Regions from separate parts of the Mus musculus genome. Here all the other regions are linked to region 1. Evidence: chromatin contacts called from public Hi-C and promoter capture Hi-C data. All regions are on one chromosome and are shown on one strand. The core of a region is the stretch at or near the end of the contact, and the rest is flanking DNA. Distances in the headings are between cores, read along the strand shown.

Region 1 (5,536 bases), core at 1,058-3,557:
AGAGTGGCCTACAATTTATGTCCTCAGATAGTGATGAATTAACTGATCAGAGTTGGTTTATCAATAGGACCATGTCACACCAAGATAATTTAATGATGCAATGATAAAAGGAGGGGAGGGAAACCAATAAACTATGCTGAGGAACAGTTTGTTAACATGAAATACATCCTCCTACAGGGATCAAGGGTACATGATGCTCAGGCAAGCTGTCTTGCACGCATCCCCAGGGTAGAAATCACCACAGGGGGTCAGTGTCCTAGAGCACATGACCTCAGGCATCTGCTTTCTCTATGCCTTAGGGTCCTGGTGTCTCAGCTTGGGGACTATGGCCTAGAGGGACTCCTGTTTACCTCATTGTGGGTAATTGCTCTCTGTGGGCCACTCCCTAGCAACCTCAGTGTCCACCCCATGGGGCAGACCCTACATTAAGGTCAAGAGCAAACAAAAGAGACACAGGGTTATAGCTTTGTGCCCATCCTGTATGTTCTCTATGACATGTAGACATCTTGGGTATAGATGGGCAGCCACAGACAGCTTCTCCTTCCATGTGAGTTGCTCCTTCCTCTATTCCCTCTTTCCTTTTGGGTACCCATCTCTCTCTCTCTCTCTCTCTCTCTCTCTCTCTCTCTCTCTCTCTCTCTCTCTCTTTCTCTCTCTCTCTCTCTCCTTTCTTTCTTCTTTCTGTGTCTTCTGTGAGGGAGAGATAATTCTCAGAAGAGATTTGGTTTTGCTTTGATCTATTTTAGTATATAAAAATGAAAAAAAAACCTGTTACCAGAATTACTTTGACTCATAGTTACAGTTTGAAACTTTAAATGCATGGCTCTGTAGGTTTGCTCTGTGACCTATCTGCACTGTTGATCAGTATGAATAGAAATCTTGCCTTGTGGCTTGGCTCTGAGGCAGATTTGGGTCTCTAAAGAGGCATGGTGGTTTCCTGTGGATCTGGTACAGAGTTCAGAACTCAGAGCCACCTGTGGCCTGAATAGTTAGAAGCAGACAGTTACTAGGGTTGAGATGTAGACAGAGGGAATTTGGGGGGTTCAGTTGAGAGGCCCTGCCTTCTGTATGAGGCCCCTGGGATCTGCAGGGAAGGCTCACAGATAAATCTTTCCTTTTGTGGGCACAAGTATGGGTCTTGAAGTTTCTATGGGTAGCTTAGCTCTTCAATAGGAGGGGTTGGGGAATCATAGGCTCAGGTCCTTCTCTTAAGTTCACCCTGTAGGAGAAAGACCTTGATCTGTGCAATCACAGGGGGAAAGTGTCTTCCTTGTTCAGCACATACCCTTTGTGACTTCTTTGTTTTCACATACCCTTTGTGACTTCTTTGTTTTCATGTAGCCAACATCCCACTCATGGAGTCTCCAGGATGGGTGTGGGCCTGCTCATTCCCATCAGATAGTAGAAAGGGGCAGAGCTCTTTCTCTGCATGCTGATCAGTTCCTATTCTTCTCTACCTGAGAGGCCCATATGCTTGGAGAGTCCTGGATGATTAGAGATATATGTGTATAAGGTGAGGGGAAGATAGACTTGAAGCTGGGTAGGAGTGATAGCCTAGAAATTGGGGGCTGGCGTGAAGCCAGGTCCATGCCTTTCATGTTGTTTCCAGTCCTGGCACAGCCTGATACCTTCTCTGGCAGGCACAAGCCTTCCCAGGGTAGTGAGTGATACCTGTTGTCCTCGCTGGGTTTGTCATCCTCAAGGGAGTGATTTAGAGTGGCCACGTAGAAATAGACAGTTCTGGTATTTACAAAAGGGTTATATTCATTCCCCAAGAGCCAGGGCCATCTGTACCACCTACATGCCATTCTGTAACAGCTTCGTGTTCTGAATCTATCACGACCCCAAAACATACATCCTGGAACTGTTTTTATGCCTGCCTCTGAGAACCCTGGCCCACTCCTTGATAAGGTTGGTCTTCTCTAGGTTCAAAAGGTCTATGCTGTGGAACAGACTGCCCCTTAGTATGCCTTAGCTGCCTGGTGTACATGCTGAAAGGAGCTCCAGTTCTCAGAGTATCATAGGGCATGATCTATGTTAAATCAAACAGAAGCTGTAGATGGATATTGCCCATCACAGGCAGGGGTTCCTTCTGTTCTGGGTCTACTGTGTACAGAGTGGAGAGTTCATGCTCACACTGTCACACTGTGTTGAGAGATGATGTTATCAATTCTACAGAAACAGAGCATTGAGAAGCACTCCTACTCACGGCTGTCTGAACCCAGTGTGAAATGATGGCTGCCTCACACCTGGTGTCTCCTTGACCATCCCATCTGTGTCACAGTAACTCCCAGGACTCACTCTCAAATGGAAATAAACAATTACACAACTGTGGTGGAGTTTGTCCTGCAGGGACTCTCTGAGGACCCTGGGCTCCAGGCTCTCTTCTTGGCCTTTTTCTTGCTTCTTTACATCCTGGCTCTTGCAGGAAACACCCTCATCATCATAGCCATCAGCCTCAACTCAAGCCTTCACACCCCCATGTACTTCTTCCTTGCAAACCTGGCCCTGTTGGACATCGTCTGTACATCCACTGTTCTTCCCAAGCTGCTGGAGGGTTTGGTGGGTAAGAGCAGCCACATTTCTTATAAGGGATGCATGACCCAACTCTTTTTCCTGACCTGGTTTCTAGGGGCTGAGCTGCTGCTGCTCACTGCCATGGCCTATGACCGCTATGTGGCCATCTGTCGCCCACTGCACTACAGCATGCTGATGAGCTGGCCCATCTGTGTCCTGCTCGCCGGCAGTGTGTGGGTCATCAGTGCAGCCAGCACATCTGTGCACACTGGCTTGATGGCACGACTCAATTTCTGTGGCCCCAACCAAATTCGTCACTTTTTATGTGAAGTCCCAACACTGCTGCTTCTGTCTTGCAGCCCAACCACCCTCAACAACATCATGATTGTCATTGCAGATGTTTATTTTGGTGTGGTCAACTTTCTGTTGACTATGATATCCTATAGCTTCATCATCACCAGCATCCTGCGCATCCGCTCCACAGAGGGCAAGAAGCGAGCCTTCTCTACCTGCTCTGCCCACCTGGTGGTGGTTGTCCTGTACTACTCCACCGTCATCTACACCTATTTGCAGCCTGGCTCCGGATCCTCCTTGGAGAATGGCAAAGTAGTTGCTTTATTGTACACAGCAGTCAGCCCTACCCTGAACCCCGCCATTTATTCTCTAAGGAACAAGGATGTCAAAGTTGCCCTCAAAAAGTTATTTCCCTGTTTCCAATGAGGAGGCAGAAGGCAACAAATGTGACTTGATCAAGCTGTTGATGAACTATTTGGGATGTGTGACTGAGAATCTGATGTCCTGTCAGAGAACAGATAGGTAATTCATATGGATGTACATCTTCTGTGCTCTCATTGGAGGAGCCACTGGCCATTTTCTTTTGGAAGTGAGGACATCCAGGTTTGGGGTAGGCTGTGTGTTTATATCCTGGGTAGCTATCTCTTACGTAGAGCTTTTTGGTATCATGCATTGGAGAAAATCACCCAGACCCGGATATTGGACTAAGTCCTCTTAGTTTGGACTTGAGAAGTGTGTCTGGTGGCACCATGGTCCTTACACCTCTGAGAGGAGAGAGAACAAGCAATATGCTTCTCATACCAGCAATGCCCAGGAAAGGTGTGGGTTGACACATCTCTTCTTCTCCAGTTGGGATGCTTTGCTGTCATAGTAGAGGATGCCAGACTTTTCTTGGTTTGGACAGAAGCTTCTGCAGACTGAGTAGGAGTTCAATCTCCCTCTGGCCTCTGAATGCTGTTGCACACTGCATCCTCCTAGACTCTCTTCTCACCTCTACACAGTCTCCTCTGGACTATGATAAACACTGTGTTGTTTGATGCTGTTGCTAGCATCCTCCAAATGTACAGTTGCCTTGTGATTCTTCACCTCTGAATCCTTTGCTGTGGCTGTTTTTTTTTTTTTTTTTTAAGACCTTGATTTCTTTGCCAGTCACTTGTTCCAAGACACTTGTCAGAGTCTTTTGTTTTGACCCACTCCCTGCCATGTCATGATTGTTTTCTCTCTTCAAGGGCACACTCATGATCCTAGGAAGCCTCTATGAATGACCCAATACTCTCCACTCAGTATACAAGCAGACGCATGTACAACCACACCTGTTAATGTCAGTGGTGTTCATGTTCTCAGAGATCAGTCCACAGAAAGTAGCTTTTTTCTTTCTACCAAGCAGGATGTAGAAGTCCACATAGGTTATCAGGCTTAGCAAGCACCTCTACCTGCTGAGCCATCTCATTGGTCCTACATATTTGGTCCTGAGATGTGTTTTCTACCCTGTATCCAGGGTTTTAATGTCCACAGTTCCGTACTGAAAGAATTCAAGCATAGTGAATTGGTCAGGATTTAGCCGGGCAGCTGTGATCTTGTACCCACTGCTCTGCTGTTGAGTTCTTGCTCTATATCCACTTCCTAATTTATTTATGCACATGCCCCTCTACTTTACTCATTTCAAAACAAGCTGCAAACATCAATTAATTCATTCTCCCTTAAATAGTTTCATATGCGTATTAGAGGCAGTCATTTGTTTATAGGTTTTTCTGGCTTGGGTAAAATTTTCAGACAGTGAAATGAGTGACTCAGTGTATCACTTACTGAGTTTTGGCAAATACACAGAGCTATGCAATGCAAGTCTCCTAGGAGAGTGGAGATGGTAGCCTTTAATGTAGGATGTTTTACCCAGGGCTGTTCTACATGTTGGACTTGAAGTCATCAGTGTCCTTTCTGGTAGTCATTGCTGCCTGATATTTCAGCTGCAGGTCGATTTTGTGTGTTATAGAACTTTGTACACACGGCGTCATGCAACACACATTCTTTGACATGTATGCTCTTTCATAGCACAGTGTTTTTTAATTTTATTTATATGTATGAATGTTTTGACTGGATGTATGCATGTGTACCACAAGCATGCCTGGTGCCCTTGGAGGTCAAGAGAGGGTGTTGGATCCCTGGTTGAAGTTACAGATGACTCTAATCCAACATATGGGTGTGGTACTACAACCCAGTTCATCTGCATGAGCAATAAGTGTTCCTAGGTGCTGAGCCATCTTTCTAGCCCAGAAAAGTATTTTAAGTATTCCTTCCTGTTATCATGCATGTGTAACAAGTACTGTGCTCTTTTCTATTTTGGTGAGCAGTAGATTCTAAGGCTTTATCACACTGTATTATCCAGCTTCTTTCTATAGATAATCATCAAAGTCCTATTCCATGCTTTTCTTTTTCTGTAGTAAGTGACTGTGAATGGCTTTGTGGGGTCTCAGGGTGTGTGTGGGCTGAGTTTTGTAAGGAAATTATCACCGAGGTTTCATCCTTTTCATGCTCATCAACAGTGAATGGGGTTTCTACTGGTATTTACCACCACCTACATTCATTGATAGAAAGAAGTTCAGAATTGAAGTCTAACTATCCCTAACTCCTGAGAGGCTCCTGAGAGGCTCCCTGCTGCTTTAGGAGTGACACTGGCATTGGGGGTGGCTTGCATTGTTCTTTACTGCAGAGGTGCAGCCCTACAAAC
Region 2 (5,610 bases), core at 2,802-5,301, 370 kb after region 1:
AGACAGCATCTATTGTCCTTGTTTTTATCTTGACACTTCTTACTGAGTTAAGATAAAGTCTCAAAAGATTTTTAATTTCCATTTCTATGTAGGCTTAGAATGTTGAACATTTCTTTAAAACTGTTTTTGGGCTATTTGTGTTTCATCTTCTGAATATTCTCTGTTAAGTTCTATTCCTCATTTTTAGCTGGGCTGTTGATTTCTTGATATTTACATTTTTGGTTGTTCGTATATTCTAGATACTAACCTTCTATCACATATATAGTTGTTAAAGACTTGTTGCCATTCTCCAGTCTGCCAATTCACTCAAATGATGGTGTTCTTTTATAAATAGATGCATAATTATAGCATGTGGACTAATTTGTACATTACTGATCTTTTTATTAATACTTTTATTCATTTACATTTCAAATGATATCCCCCTTCCCAGTTTCTTCCCCTAGAAAATCCCCATTCCATCCTCCTTCTGCCCCTTCCCCTTTGCCTCTATGAGGGTGCTTCTCCTCCCACTCACCAACTCCTGCCTCACCACTCTAGCATCCCTCTACGCTGGGGCATCTAGCTTCCACAGGACCAAGGGCCTCCTCTCCCATTGATGCCTGATAAGGCCATCCTCTGCTACATATGCAGCTGGAGTCATTGCTCCCTCGATGTATACTCTTTGGTTGGTGGTTTAGTCCCTGGGAGCTCTGGGTGTTCCGGTTAGTTGATATTCTTCTTCCTATGGAGTTGCAATCCCCTTCAGCTCCTTCAGTCCTTCCCCTAGCTCTTTCATTGGGGTTCCCAGGCTTAAACCGATGATTGGTTGCGAGTATCTGCATCTGTATTGCCTAGGTACTTGTAGAACCTCTCAGGGAACAGCCATAGCAGACTCCTGTTCAGCAAGTGCTTCTTGATGACAGCAATAGTGAGGAGGGCTGGTATCTGCAAATGGGATGGATCCCTAGGTGGGGTGGTCTCTGGTTGGCCTTATTTTCCATCTCTGCTCCATTTTTTGTCCCTGTCTTTCCTTTGAACAGGAACATTTCTGGTTAAATTTTTTGAGATAGGTGGGTGGCTCCATCTCTCAACTGGGGGCCATGCCTATCTATTGGAGGTGGTCTCTACAGGTTGTATCTTTTGTTTTGGGGGGTATTTTGGCTAAAGTCATCACCATTAGGTCCTGGAAGAATCTGGGTAACCTGGAGTCTAGGACTTTCTAGTGGCTAACCCCAGTCCCCCATCCCCCACTGATACGTCTTTCTATTCAATTTTCTGACCATCTGTATTTCTCTTCTGTCCAGTCTCTTTTGTCTCTTCTGTATTTCTTTCCAGTCCTGATCCTGCTCCCCTTTTCCTTCCCCCTACTCTCTTACTCCCAGGGCCCTCCCTCCCTCTACCTACTATGATTGTTTTGTTTCTCCTTCTATGTAGGATTGAAGCATCTACATTTTGGTCTTCCCTTCTTTTTAAGCTCCATATGGTTTGTGGGTTGTATCGTGGGTATTCTGAGCTTTTGAGCTAATATCCACATATCAGTGAGTACATACCATATGTGTTCTTTTGTGTCTGGGTTACCTTAGGATGATATTTTCTAGTCCCATCCATTTGCCTGTGAGTTTCATGAAGTCACTGTTTTAATAGCTGGGTAAATTATGTAAATGTACCACATTTTCTGTATCCATTTCTCTGTTGACAGACATCTGGGTTGTTTCCAGCTTCTGGCTATTATAGATAAGGCTGTTATAAACATAGTGAAGCATGTGAACTTAATGCTTGAACTACCATGGTCCTGTTCAGAAAGTCTTTTCCTGTGATAATGAGTCACATATTCTATAATTTCTCCTTTGTCATTTTTAGGGTGTTTGATATTATGCTGAGGTCCTTGGTCTAATTGCAGCTGAGTTTTGTACAGGGAAAGAGAAAGTGACTAGTTTCATTCTTCTACATGTAAATGTCCAATTGAACCAGCACCATTTGTTGAACATGCGATTATTTCTCTAGTTTGTTTTTCCCCCCGCTTGTTTCTTTCTTTCTTTGTCTGTTTACAAAAAGTCATGTGTCCATAGATGTGTTAACATGTTTCTGGGTCCTCAGATCACCCCAAGGACTATATTTCTCTGTCACTTCTTCTAAGGTGCATTATTTAAGAATAAGTTAGTTATTTTCCACATAGTTAGATTTGTATAGATGTGTTATTAATACTAAGAAATTTCTATCATATATCACATGTCTATTACAGGTTTTGATTATTTTTTTAATCTTTCCCTTAAGCTCTGAGGCAGGTGTACAAAGGAATGGAAGCAAATAAAATTGATTACATGTACTATTGAGGGAGTATTTTACAGTATCAAGTATAGATGAATTAGATAGCCTGATCAAGAAAATCTCAAGAACATTATAGGAATTTGGTTTTGAACTTCTGTTTCAGCAGAACCTTGAGCAATACTAAATATGCATTAACATTCTCCAGTACAATAGAATGGGGAGGAGGAGACATGGTCAGTCATATCAATATTCATATGGTTCCAAAGGGTAAATACAATATTTCTGTAGCTATAGTTTGAAATGTAGAAAGATATAATCAGCATTCATAACTAAATAAGAGAGAAAATAGATTGTGAGCCATACTATGAAAATTATGTGAAATAAAATGTGAGCAAAGAAAATGAAGGGTTATACAGCAAATTGGGGAGTGGGTTATGCCACTGCACTCAGTGAATGAAACATTTCACTGGAAGACTATTGCAAAATGAAGAATATTTCCAGATGAGGAGCACTGAAAATAATTTCCAAAACAGATTTCTAGATAGGGTAGAGTATATTCACATATACGCTCAGACAGGAACTTATGGAAAATGCTAATGAAGGATGTTAGATGAGTCTACTGTGTCAAGCTATGGAGTGTTATTCACTGAAAGACTGGGGAAACATGGTGAGTTTTGCTTAGGGCAGAAGTCCAGTTATCTTAAGTATACCATTGGTATCCCTTGAGTGGTAGAGAAGGAAACTAGAAATGATGGAAATGACAAGAACCCAGAAATTATGAAACTACTGAAGACCTTGAGAATGTGAGTTGTAAGAATGGGGAAGCTATAGTTGCACTCATTGAGGATCAGTTAGATTAGAGAGGAAAGAGGGTAAAGAACACCATTCTCTTTGCTCAGCATCTGGACACTAATGAGGATCTATCAAGGGAATAGATTACACATGAGAAAATGAGTCAGAAAGATGGAGCTGAGCTCCATGGAAAAAGTATCTGGAGTCACTGTGTAGCTGAGGGTGAATTACTGATTAAAGATACTGAAACTACAAGAAACATCTGTAGACAGTGGTAATGACTTCAGCTGTGGGTATGTTGACTTCAGTGTTCAATGGGGTTCATTAAGACAGAAGAGCCCCATGAGCAGTTTAGGTTCATAGGGCTGGGTTTTAAGAATGTTCTTTGTGGTCATAGATTCAATGTTGGGTAGAGTCAGAAGACTTCCAAATACAGAAGATACCAATAACAGTAATTAATTCAGAAAATACATGGCTACTTGGCCATGGGGGTGCCAATATCTCATTGAGATGGGTAGTTGGACAACCACTCCAGATATCAGAAGAGACAAAGTGCCTGTCAGCTAAGGAGGCCAAGTGTAGAAACAAAGACATAATAATCATCTCAGTGTATCTACCTAAAATTCTCATCAGGTGGAGAATAGGAGATGTGAAAGTAAGGGGTACAGCTGGGTCACCAAACACTGTCCCCAGAGCACAGGGCTTAGTAGCGATGGAGAAGAAAAGCATAGGCAAGTGCTGAGTAAAGGATGCTTCTCCCTTTCCGAATGTTCAAGATCAGAGAAGAACATAGGTTCCCCTTGATAAAACACTATAGGGGGAAAGTTACTATGTGAGAAATAAGAGAAAATGAAATATATGTGGCTTTCCAATGGTGTGGTACATACAAGAAAAGACAAGATGCTTTCATGAAGGAAATACACTCACTCCTTCCCTTTCTGACAGCAGACAGTTTGGATCCAGATTTTGAAGAGGTAAACTGTGGCATTTTATAGGAACCTGAAAGACATAGCAGTGGACCCCATCCTCTCCTTGATGATGTTGAGACTCAACCAGACAGAAGTAACAGAGTTTGTGCTGGAAGGGTTCTCAGAGCACCCTGATCTAAGATTGTTCCTGATAGGCTGCTTCTTGACCCTCTACATAATGGCTCTGATGGGCAACATTTTGATCATCGCTTTGGTTACCTCCAGCACTGGGCTCCACAATCCCATGTACTTTTTCCTGTGCAACCTGGCTACCACGGATATTTTGTGCACCTCCTCTGTGATTCCTAAGGCCTTGGTTGGCCTAGTGTCTGAGGAAAACACTATCTCCTTCAAGGAATGTATGTCTCAGCTCTTCTTCCTTGCATGGTCAGCATCTTCTGAGCTGCTGCTGCTCACGGTCATGGCCTATGACCGCTATGTGGCCATCTGCTGTCCCCTGCACTACAGCTCTAGGATGAGCCCACAGATGTGTGGGGCCCTGGCCATGGGTGTATGGTCCATCAGTGCTGTGAATGCATCTGTGCACACTGGCCTGATGACACGGCTGTCATTCTGTGGACCCAAGGTCATCACCCACTTCTTCTGTGAGATTCCCCCACTCCTCCTGCTCTCCTGTAGTCCTACATATGTAAATACCATTATGACTCTTTTGGGAGATTCCTTTTTTGGAGGCGTCAATTTTGTGCTTACCTTGCTATCCTATGGCTGCATCATTGCCAGCATCCTGCGCATGCGTTCTGCTGAGGGCAAGAGGAAGGCCTTTTCTACCTGCTCATCCCACCTCATTGTGGTCTCTGTGTACTACTCATCTGTGTTCTGTGCCTATGTCAGCCCTGCTTCCAGCTACAGTCCAGAAAGAAGCAAAGTTACCTCAGTGTTATACTCGATCGTCAGCCCAACCCTCAACCCCCTCATCTATACACTGAGGAACAAGGATGTCAAGCTTGCCTTGGGCAGAATATTGGCCTCTTTCTCACATTAAGTGGAGATGTGCAGGCTTTTCTTCTGGCCTGTGCTGTTCCTAATCACACTTTTCTAAGAGCAGATTCGTGGGGTGTGGTTTATTTATCTCTGCTTTAGAAAGGCTTTGCCTGATGCAAGGACTGGACCATTCAACTCACTGTAACCTTAAATACACTAAAATTCTTACTGGCAATGTAAACAAAACACTCAAGCTTTACTTCCTTATAAATACAAACTATTTCAAAAGTAACTAAAGTTTACCTAAATGGAGGTGCCACTGGCCACTGGATGATTTTCAGTGAGTGTCAATAGTGATTGTCACAAAACAAAAGCATTTCATGCAGGGACTCTGCAAATATAACAGGTGCTTGTTTCAGAGCTATGACTAATCAATCTAAACTTCATAATGAAACATGAGGGGCCAGCATGGCCACAAGTTGCATGTCTTGGATTCTCCACTTCACACTTTTCTATGAGCTCTGGGAGTCAGATGGTATGGAGAAAGAGATAATCTATGGAACTGAGGTAACATTTAAGTTTCAAAATGAAGTCACATATGTCACAAAGCATACTTACGACCATGAAAACAATCGATCTTTCATGGGAAAGATTATTTCCA
Region 3 (5,545 bases), core at 2,105-4,604, 480 kb after region 1:
CAAGGGACTAGGTCTTCATGCATGTCTGAGATTCCAGTAGCTAGTATTATGGCAACAATTGCACCTGGGGGTGTTGTGATTGGCTGCATGCCTGCAGATGGAAGTGTGCCAAGTGGTTGACAATAATTCCAGCTGTGACGACCCCACCAAGCCAACCCTGTCAAGACTTTTAAGTATGGGCCGCACGTTTTCAGTTAATTTTACGTCCCTCACATTTGCCTGTGTGATGTTCGCAAGCATTCACTTTCTCCAGTTCCCTGGGCACAAGGAATGTGTCCTTGTTTGCTCCAGCCTCCTATGCACTGCTGAACAGACCGTACTTTCATGATATTTCAGTGTCTGTAGTTAACCCTTAAGTAATGTGGGCAGTGAACCAATCACTGACCTAAACAGACATTATAATTTAATCTTTTGAAAATTTTGGGTCACGTGCTTTTATACTTCAGATGAGAAGATTGGACCATAAATTGGTTACTGAAAGATGATAACTACGAGCTGGGCAGTGGTGACACACACCTTTAATCCCAGCACTCAGGAGGTAGAGGCAGGCAGATCTCTAAATTCGAGGCCAGCCTGGTCTACAGAGTGAGTTCCAGAGAAACATTGTCTTAGGAAAAAAAATAAAAGATAACTATGCCTATGACACTAAACTATATATTATCTTCCATCTCTAAAAAGATTAGAAGTCAGAAAATATTCAAACTTCACTGTGTAAATATATATTATAACATATGTGTATATATGCATATATGTGTATACACATACATATATGTATATCCTCCTGCATACAGCTGTAATTATCCTGCCCCCATACAACATCTTCCATGTAGTGCTGGCTTTGTGCACAGTTTTTTACATATCCTAGCACTGTGTGGTATAGAAAGATGAATGTGTCATGCATCTTGACCCTCTCAGAGTGTTTTCTTAGACTGGTGGCACAGATGTGTCAGACAATACCAAGGAATAAGGAGTATTGACTCTAATCATAATTAACTTCCAATAGCTCAATGGAAGCATTAATATTAGGGTCACAGTTCTCCTGGGAGTAAGAGTGGTGATTCATGGTAACCTCAGGGTTTGTGTATGTGTATAAGCATGTATGTGTATATAAACATCTTACTGAGGTTAAAATTGACTACTTGTTTTTACGCTTGGCTGAGTTAGAGGCTGCTAAGTGACACCCTACCAAATACAGCAGGCAGGCAGACAGACAGACAGACAGACAGACAGACAGACAGACAAAAGAATCATGTTGCTTTCCTCCTGAAAACATGTAGGGAGCTGACTGAGAAGACCACCATCTCTTCCTTCCTTTTCTTCATAACAACTATTAACGAATTAAAATTTTTAGTTTCTGACATTATGGCTTTAAAAAAAAATCTTGAGCCAGAGGTGATGGTGCACGCCATTAATCCCAGCACTCAAAAGGCAGAGGCATGTGGATCTCTGAATTCGAGGCCATCCTGCTCTACAGAGCAAGTTCCAGAACAATCAAAGCTAAACAAAGAAACCCTGTCTTGAACACAACCCCCACAAAAATAAAAATAGAAGATAAAGGAAAATCTTGAAATCCTCAGGTTTGTTTCCCTTTGACTCTATTATCTGGAGCCCTGCCTCTGTTCCACTAATTGCTCCATGGCTCTTAGCACTGGGAGGTCAACCGCACTGGTACACTAGATAGCTCTTTATACCGAAACCGTGCAAGAGCTAATCCTCCCCCTAACCCCACACACTAACCTAAACCCCACGCCTCCCAGTGATGGTCTGAATGAGCATGGGTCCTGTAGGCTCATGTCTGAATGCTTGCTCCACAGTTTGTGGGATTGGGAAAGATTTCTCCTTGTTGGAGAAAGTGTGTCACTAGGGGTGGTCTTTGAGGTTTCAAACACCCTGGTCAACCCCATTCCACCAAAAGCCCATCCTCCTCCCCTTGCCTTTGTGAATATGGAAGTAACTTTTAGCTACTGCTCCAACACCATACTGACCGACAGCCATCTTCCTGCCATGGTGCCATAGACCCACCCTCTAAAACTATATGCAATACACACTCTTCTGTGGGTTGCCTTGACCATAGTGTTTTGTCACAGCAATAGAAAACTAGTTCTACCACGAGGCTTGACCCCATACCTAGTCCTTGTCCCTAGTACCTTAACCCTAACCCTCTGTCACTAACCCTAATCCTCCTAACCTTCAAGGCTAAGCCTAAGTAACCCTAAACCTAACCCCTAATCCTACAAACCTAACTCTAACCCTAACCGTAAAACTGGGGAGTGAGAGTTAGATCATTGATGGATGGACAGAGAAGGAAACAGAAAACGGTTGCATCCTTCCATCTCCTTCTTCACCCTCTTGACTGAGACAAAGGCCTGGCAGTCTCTTTCTCCCATCACTATCCCCCATTTCCAGTTGACTGTCCAGGCTTGTCAGATAAGCTCAAGGTTGAACCTGAATGTATTTACCCAAAGCTGTGGGTCTACCAACTTCTCTTTCTTTGTTTCAACTGACCAATCTGAAATTAAGGAACTAGGGTTCATCCCTGGCCACAAAAGACTCTTAAGACTCCACTCCTGGCACTCAGGAGACAGTGAACTTCAGCTTCTAAAAACCCCATTGTGTTCTATGTGTGCATTCCTGTAGACTTCTTCATCTTTAATAACACTTCTTAACCTTTTGCTCCTGTGATGTGTCTGAAATTCTCACTGCTGCTACCTGCTGTGCTACCTCAAAACTGTACCTACCTTTACTTTTTAAATTGGTAGAGAAAAGAAACCCGATCTAGACCCCTAGACAGTAACTTTTGGGGGTCTCAGAGTCAAGGGTTTCTTCTAATAGCTACTCATCATGAAAGGATAGGGAGAACTGCTGAACTTTCAGAGCCTCCCCAGTCCTGGGATGGATGTGTGTCTGGCCGCCGTAGAAATCCCAAGCTGACTTATTTCTCCCTTATTTCAGGCAGGGGTCCCCCTCAGTCTTTAGATTCAAGGTGGTTTAGGGGGCAAGAGAATTTTTTTCAGATAGCTCTGACCTCTGGAACTGCCCCTGGAGTGGGCAAAAAGGTCTTCGGGAGACTTCATGAGTGTTACCCACAGGAGACTGAATTCTGTTACTTATATTTTTCCTCATTAGTGGTGAGATCTTTCCTCTTTGTAATTATCTCAGCTCTAAATCTAAATCAATCAATAAAGCAAAGCAAAGCAGCCAAGACTATTCAGTTCTTTAAACCAAGCCATTGGGTAACTATCACGGACAAAGGTTAGCTAGCTCCCCCTACAGGCCTAAACTCAGACTAGCCCTGCCCCTTGATGACTGCAGCCTTCAAGAGAGCTGGCCATGCACCACCACTAGGCAGCATAGTAGAGCTGGCCCTGGTGGCATAGGTGACAGCTGGCCCAAATGGTATAAGCATGGGAGAGCTGGTCCCATCCCTTGCCTGGGCAAAGCAGGAGACCTAGTGGCACAGGAGAGCTGGCAGGCTGAAGAACTAACTCAGCTACCACCCAGGCCCAGATCCAGGGCTTTGAGTTAGCCCACCCCAGTGCCTTCCCCATGATCATGAGAAAGGTCTGGTCCTGCAGAACCAACTCTGCAGGATCCCATGTCACAGGGCAACAACAGAATATCCTAGAGGACTCCTGGTGAGGATCCAGTACTGATGGTGTAGCAGAAGCCAGAGGCCTCAAACCATAAAGCTGTTTGGGCATAAGGGTATACTGTGTGACACACCATGTGACACTGCAGCTTCCTCGGTGAGGTGCTGTTTTGGTTTTTGGTTGTTGTTGGTTTCCTTTGGGAAGGTAGGTTGTAAGGGCAGAGGGCAGATATAGAGGGACAGAGGCATAAGTGGGACTTGGGCGCATGAAGTGAAATTCACACCAAAAAAAAAAAAAAAAATCAAAATTTAAAAAAAAAAAAAACACTTGAGATTCCCTCACTGGCCTTAAAGAGGCTGATCTTAAGACCACCTTCCTACAACGTAAGTGATCCTCCATGACACCGAGACAGGGCTTATACAGACTCACTGGTAGGCCAAGAGGATCTGTGATGGATGCTGCTGCACAACACAATCTCTTGGGGAAAAAAAAGAAGAAGAATGGCTGTCTCCATTGTCACCAGTAAAGACAGACAGCCTCCTTTAAAGATATTTGGGCAGCCATTATCAGTTGAAAGCAAACTACACCCTTTGGTTTCTCCCTCATGTGATCCATCTTCTCCCTTGTCCTTTCTGCAACCTCAAAGAGGTAGAGACAAATAAGGAGATGCAGAGCAGGAGTGACTTCCCCTCCGTCTGTTCCACCTCGGACATTACACACTTTCACTGGCTGACCAGGAGCTTCCAGAGGGCATGTCTGGCCAATCGGTCCTGCATCTTCCTCCTGGCTAATCATTTCTCCAGGCCATTGATTGAGATGCCTTGGGTCCTGCTCCCCTCTAAGTTTACATCACCGCAAATGATAGGACCTTAAATCATCGCATTGCTTCCAAAGGAAGCGTCCCACCTCTGAGGCTGAAGGTGCTTCTCACGCTCATCTTTCCATTCATCGATAAGACGAGAAGGGAAGTAGTGTACTTGCTGGAATGGAAAAATCAGGGATGCCGGAGGTATCTGGTGGGGACCAGAATGACAAATGTGGGTGACCAGAACAGCCCTAACTGTTCAGGTACTACGTAGACTAGGCTGGCCTCAAACTCAGACATCCATGTCTCCCTGTCTCCCTTGTGCCAGGATTAAAGGCATGCAACTGCCACACCCAGCCCAGGGGAAGCTCTGAATGATACCACCCTTCAGTTGCTTGTTCTGTAAATAAGGAAATCTGTCTGAAATCCCCTGTCCAACTCTTTATTTTCCTTCAAGTTCACCCAGAACTCAGTAGAAAATACAGAATGGACTCAAAGACGACAGCCCAGAGCTGTAGTGTGCTCTAGCCCAGGCAGAAATGTGAAATGTCAGAAATAAATTAGGAGAAATTGCCAATCAGTAAAAAGTCCTCGGACTGCTAGCCTGATCTCTGGAAGGGCCATGGCCCCAGTACCCCACAAATCTGTGCCCACTCTCTTAAAGTGCCTGTCTGCTGACCCTCCCTCACATCCCCCACACTCCCCCACACTCTCTCACTTTAAGTGTCAGGAGACAGATGGAACGCATAGGCCCTGCCTTCTGTACTTCTCTCACAGAACTGAGCACTGGCAAAGTATACTGAGAACCAAGGGCAGTTCATTCAATCCTCTTAGCAAATAAATTAGATAGATGAATCACCAGTTATTAGAACTCTAACCCCTTTAGAAGAGAGATGGGGCTGTTACAAGTGAAAAATTATTTCACTGCCCATTGGGACTAAAGATGAGGACTTCACAGAATCAAAATGGCATCTGTGAAGAACGGAGAGGAGACTGTCTTTCTTGTGGAATTCGGGACCTTTGGAAAGCTAGGGTTAAGCCTCTGGGTTACACGCAGTTATCCCACACAGACTTCAGGAAGATGAGGTCTCCATTGTTTCCTCGGATTACAGGAGGCTGGAAGGAACCATAGTGGGAAGTCATTTGCATT
Region 4 (4,934 bases), core at 1,999-4,498, 340 kb before region 1:
AAGTTTCAAGACAGGGTTTCTCTCGGTAGCCTTGACTGTCCTGGAATTCACTCTGAACGCTAGACTGGACTCAGATTCACAGACATCCATCTGCCTCTGCCTCCCGAGTGCTGGGATTAAAGCCTGATGAATCACCATTGCTAGGCCACTGACTAATTTCTAAAGAATCTAAAGAATGTCTAAAGAATGTTGACTCTCTCTGGTCAGGGCCCTGCACTCCCTATACTGCCCTCACTGGGCCAGTGCTGGCTCTTCAGAAACTCAGCCAAGGAGTGTGAAGCTGGGGCAGTGGGTCCCTCTGCATCCTTGCAGCTCAGAATCTCCGGGAAGCAAGGGATGCCCAGTAGGACCATACCTTGACCGTCTCCTGCAGAATGGCTAGTGCTTGCTCCTTATCCTCCAGCTGCTGCTGGATGCTGACCAGGTGATCCCAGAGCCCTTCAATTGAGTCCCTGAAAGGTAAACACTGACCTTTAGTCCAGGCTAGGGAGCAGAAGGAGGTGGGCGGGGAGAATTTGAGAGATAAAGGTCCACCCTCTGCAAGCACAGCAGCCCATTTTCTCCAAATCCCTTTGATTCTGAAGGATCTTCGTGCTGGAGGGGGCTGGAGGGCTCTGTAGGCCTGTATGACAAATAGACACCATCAGCTCAGGACCTTGCTTCTGATAGGCACCCACTAGTGACAGGACGGACATATGGACGAGGGAGGGGACATGATCCATAGCCGGTAAAGCAGACTCAGAAGTTATCATGGAAGGACTTGGTCCTATCCTGCCTTCAGGGACCTTTGCATAGCTCTGGAAACCTCAGGAATGGTGCTCCTGTTTGAATAATGGCTTCCCTGCATAGCTCACAGGCTGCCCCTTGAATGGTTGCTCTCTGGGTATTGATGGAGCCAGGACCCTAAGTATTATGCCTTCCTCAGGAGCCCACTAGCCTCTCTGGGCCCAGGATGCGCCTGAGCATACCTGCCTTCTTTTGAAGGTTTGGGAGTTCAACATCATGGACCCAGCTTTCGGGAACAGAGTGGTGCTCTCCACCGGAGTCCCAGAGGGGTTCTGACAAGCTGCTGTTATCCACATCAGGATCTTGCATCTTAGAGGTATGTGGGTTGGGGGTAAGATCCCGCCAGGGTCGGACAGCATCCACAGCAGAGTGTCTTGGATCCTGCAAAGTACAAAAGTTGGGGAGTGAAGTGTAGCTGGGCTGAATTTGTTTGGTCATTACAAACTCTGGGTGGGGTTAGTATGGAAACTGGAGAAGAGCGGGAAGCACTTGGGTTGGTTGTACTTGGAGCAACTCTTAAGTGTTTTCACTGCCCCAGGGTAGGTGGATTTGGCTGGAAAGGAAATTCGGGAGCCCCCCCCCCCTTCCAGAAGATCAGCAGGAAAGTCAGGAATGAGTCTAAGTGAGGCCTGTTGCCTCATGTATGGACTTCATTTCTTTTTGGACCACAGGGACATTCATTTCTCTGTTTTATTCTCACACAGACGGATTGTCTGACTGAGTGCAAAGGGCAGAAGGCACAGCAGACTTGCATGCTGAATTGATGTGCAGACACTTACAGCTGTACCAGCTGAGCCTACATGAACAGTCCTGGCCTCCATCTTCTCCCTCAGTGCACATAGAATAGACTCGATAACTCCAGGCCTGTTGGATACCACCCTTTGGATATCATTATCTGAGATACACAAGTGCAGCTTGCGAAAGACTTTCCTGCAAAGAAGGTAGGAGCACATTCTCAAAGCAGTACCATCAAGGACTGGGAGTTGAGCCCTCCCTGAAGTTCTATGCTCCCTGCAATGCCTTCCAGCCACTGGGCAGCATCTTGCTTTCTCAGAGAGCCCCTTTGTGCCCTGCACTTGAGTGGCGCATGGCTATCTCATTCTTGGCCTTTGGAGCTATGTCTCAGGAGATCGCAGAACATGGGGTGCTCTATCAGGCCATGTTCTCTGCATTCATTCTCATCTCTCTACTGGCTTGCCCTCGGTAAATCCTGTTGAGACAGCTCAACAGTACCTGGAAACCTGCAGCTGGGCCCTCTCAGCATGATCATCTCCCTTGAGGTCTCTTTTCATCTCTTCCCTCTCAAACATAAGCCCATGAGATTAGACCCAGGCCTGAGCCCAGCAATGTTTCTATTCCAATCTGAGCCAGTCTTTTGGGGGTGCCCACACAGGTTCTCCACCTTGCTCTGCTCAGACACTTCCCGAGGGCCCTCTGTGATTGGACTACATCAGACATATCTGCCCGACTCTGTCCTTGAGATCACTTATTATACACAGGCAGAGTCTTGTCTGAGGACATTTGGGGAGGTGAAGTAAAACTCTACTGATCCGTAAGGGAGCAGGCTAGCTGATAGGCTGCCCTAGCACCCCCAGGAGTGGTACTAGGGGTACTAGTGCCCTAGTACCCCTGGTTGTGGTACTCTTCTATAGGCAAGGACCCACAGTTAGGCAGTCAGAGACCCATGGCTGGAGAGAGCATCCCGGGGTCAACCTAGGTGGGCTGAGCTCCCAGGCCTTGCCTGTTGAGAAGGCTCCAGTTGCTCAGCTTCTGGTCTGTACTGCAGGCTGGGACGTAGCTGTGCAAGTCCACCAGCCGAGGGCGGAAGTGCTTCACAATCTCGGCCACCAGCACTGTGGGAATGCGAGGGGAACTTGGCTTGCCTGGTCAAGACCCTGGGTTGCAACTGTAATCCCTGACCACATGAGATGCATGGAATGGAGTGGGAAGGACACGAGCTTTTCCTGGGGAGCCCATAATTGTCCCCGAGTCTGGCACGGCACCTAGACTCCAGGTCAGACCAAGTGGTAGGATGGCCTGGGAAGCTAATACAGCGTGAGAGCCCAGGGGGAGCTGGAAGAGCCACAGGAGGCCCTGTTTGCTACTACCTTTCCTAAGGAGCACGAGTCTGGACTCAAGAACCGCTCCGTTCCCCCAACACCCACACCCGTACTAGGGGGCTGGAGGCAAGGGTGGCCCTCAGCTTTGAGTCCTCTTCATCATCCGCCCCATAGCGCCTCGCCCTCACTCGCACCACCATCACTGAAGTCCCGAGCCAAGTGGCGCTTGGGGCGGCTGAGTGGGAGCCGGTCCAGCCAGGCGCAGAGGTTATGAATATCCCCAGGCGTTGGCAGGAACGAAGCTGAGCTCGGCTTGGAAGCACTGAGCATGGCAGAGAAGTGGGTGTGCAGCAGAGAAACACAGCGGAAGAAACCTGGCGGGTTTGGACCGTTGCTGGGAGACGCGGCACAGCCGGAAGGGGCGGGGCCCTAACCGCGCTGGTCCCTCCCTCGATCCCAGGAAGGATTGGTCCTCCTGCACGCCCAGAGATCGGGCTGAATCAAGGTGGATGGTTAAAAAACGAAGGGAGATGGTAGGTGAAATTGTTTGATCTGGTGTAATAAAAACAAACTGCCATGTAGAATGTGATCTATAATCTATTGATAAAATAGAATCTTTATTAGTGAATAGTGTTTAGTCATAATTTCAACAACTAATCTGTTTCAATCCGGAGATGACGGCAACTTCTTGTCCCAACACCCCAAGAACGACGTCTTTTCCTTTCCTAAGTCTCATACACGAGTGGGATGTAGATACAGGAACTGTGCCTTGGAGAGAGGTCACTGTGTGAGGGCCAGTGCAGAAGTTGCTGGGAGGGGACTCCTGGCATTCTGTCCACCCAGAGACAGACAGACTTGATCACGCCCACTGCAGGGTACACCGCCCCTGCCTAGCAACTAGCATACGCAGATGTATGGTCTAAGCTGGCCAAGGCCAGTGAGAGGCCACTGGTTCATGAGGGCATCTGGACAGCAAGAGCCACAGAAAGATTATTCCTGAGGTAGGAACAGCGTGTGCAGGTCCAGCCTGGGTGGTGGTTGTGGTGTTGCTGAAGGAACACATTTATAGGAGCAGTGGTATCTCCAAACGTCCACAAACGATGGCCCTGGGGTGCCCTAGCTGGTCACCTCTTCTGGATGGGGACCTTCAGAGCAACCTTTGGCTCACCAGCTCCCTGCCAAGAAAAAAAGGAAATCGATATTAAAGAGGACCTGATAAGAGAGAGGTCCAGCTGAAAATACCCATTGCCAGTTCTTTAAATTTAGACTTCCACTTCCCCTAACAACAGAATGGGCCCGACCTCACAAGATGACTGTACTAGCATTTCATATATACTGTAGACTAGCCATATGAAAAGGAAAATTCCATAGCCCCCGAAAGCCGCAAGCACTGGAAAGTTCTGGCAAATTATAAAGCAGACATCAAGCCTGTTATTGAGGATTTTTTTTTCTTTCTTTTTTTTTTTTTTCAAATGTCACTAAAACTTACCAGCTAAGAAAATGAAAACAGCCACTCACCCTCCGAAACAGTGCCACAGTCAGCAGGAGGGTTCCTGCAAGATGGACTCCCCCTTCCCCTTCCCCTTCCCCTTCCCTCTGAGGCTCACCTGAGTTGCTCCAGGCACCGTCCCTCCAGTCCCGGGCTTGACTGGTGGTGTCGGGGGTGCAAAGGTTGGCTTGACCTGGGAGGAACCAGACACAGCTGACTGAGAGCATCTCCTAAGTAGGCCAAGTACGGCCCTTAGCTTCATCCTGAGGCTGTCCTGCTCAGCTCCAGCCTAGCCTGGAAGGCTTCTGTCTGCACGCAGCTCAGTAGGAAACATCTGCATGGCCTCACCGCTAGGAAGATAAAGCCCGAACCTGGCAGAGCTCCTCTTCTTGGCTAACTGTCCCAGCCAATCATCTTGCGGCCTCCCCAGTATCCCACACATTGCCCTGAAGCTTTCAGAACATGGGTCTTTAGAAGCTCAAAAGGAAAGAATTAACTAGGAAAACCCGTTTTGTTTCCACATTGTTAAAGAGGATGGTAACATGGCATGATGGGCTTTAGACACATTTTTCCCTCCCCCCCCCCCCCAGCTTCCTTTC

Evidence for each region. Promoter capture Hi-C pulls out the DNA fragments that hold promoters and counts their contacts. Hi-C and Micro-C count contacts between places; a contact is called where the count stands out from the background.
Region 2: a contact with region 1 is called in a promoter capture Hi-C map of liver, with 4 times the contacts expected there. The contact joins the promoter of Olfr45 here to the promoter of Olfr525 in region 1. A contact is called at or near these places in 7 of 39 promoter capture datasets (cranial neural crest, embryonic stem cells, hippocampal neurons and 2 more), 1 of 115 datasets of contacts at active chromatin or transcription factors (CD8 T cells) and 3 of 9 other capture datasets (adipose tissue, liver and macrophages).
Region 3: a Hi-C map of Th2 cells shows a contact between it and region 1, with 2.4 times the contacts expected there. The contact joins the enhancer-like site here to the promoter of Olfr525 in region 1. A contact is called at or near these places in 12 of 39 promoter capture datasets (the 3T3-L1 cell line, cranial neural crest, embryonic stem cells and 5 more), 1 of 15 datasets of contacts at CTCF or cohesin (CD8 T cells), 5 of 484 Hi-C or Micro-C datasets (the HL-1 cell line, Th2 cells, cortical neurons and 1 more), 1 of 115 datasets of contacts at active chromatin or transcription factors (CD8 T cells) and 1 of 9 other capture datasets (adipose tissue).
Region 4: a contact with region 1 is called in a Hi-C map of Th1 cells, with 3 times the contacts expected there. The contact joins the promoter of Spef1l here to the promoter of Olfr525 in region 1. A contact is called at or near these places in 1 of 39 promoter capture datasets (cranial neural crest), 1 of 484 Hi-C or Micro-C datasets (Th1 cells) and 1 of 115 datasets of contacts at active chromatin or transcription factors (memory CD8 T cells).

Annotation. Positions count from the first base shown.
Region 1 is chr7:140,320,394-140,325,929 of GRCm38.p6, forward strand. It overlaps Olfr525 (olfactory receptor 525), which reads left to right and starts at 2,308. Exons shown (of 1, transcript NM_146956.1): 1 at 2,308-3,237. The coding sequence starts at 2,308. The coding sequence ends at 3,237.
Region 2 is chr7:140,686,833-140,692,442 of GRCm38.p6, forward strand. It overlaps Olfr45 (olfactory receptor 45), which reads left to right and starts at 4,052. Exons shown (of 1, transcript NM_146963.2): 1 at 4,052-5,087. The coding sequence starts at 4,075. The coding sequence ends at 5,010.
Region 3 is chr7:140,802,632-140,808,176 of GRCm38.p6, forward strand. It overlaps a transcript of Zfp941 not described here. Among named protein-coding and RNA genes, the nearest start is that of Zfp941, 17 kb to the right of the region's middle. Within about 2 kb of position 3,355, at least 32 of the 459 cell types and tissues checked have an H3K27ac peak or open chromatin away from gene starts, as enhancers often do. A contact at or near this core is called in Th2 cells and epiblast stem cells, where this site is marked.
Region 4 is chr7:139,975,507-139,980,440 of GRCm38.p6, forward strand. It overlaps Spef1l (sperm flagellar 1 like), which reads right to left and starts at 3,249. Exons shown (of 7, transcript NM_001033465.3): 1 at 3,041-3,249; 2 at 2,528-2,639; 3 at 1,566-1,716; 4 at 969-1,167; 5 at 535-622; 6 at 356-452. The coding sequence starts at 3,176. It overlaps Adam8 (a disintegrin and metallopeptidase domain 8), which reads right to left. Exons shown (of 24, transcript NM_001291066.2): 23 at 4,454-4,528; 24 at 3,426-4,021. The coding sequence ends at 3,971. Gm16201 (a long non-coding RNA gene) reads left to right here. Exons shown (of 5, transcript XR_389973.3): 4 at 985-1,102; 5 at 1,491-3,474.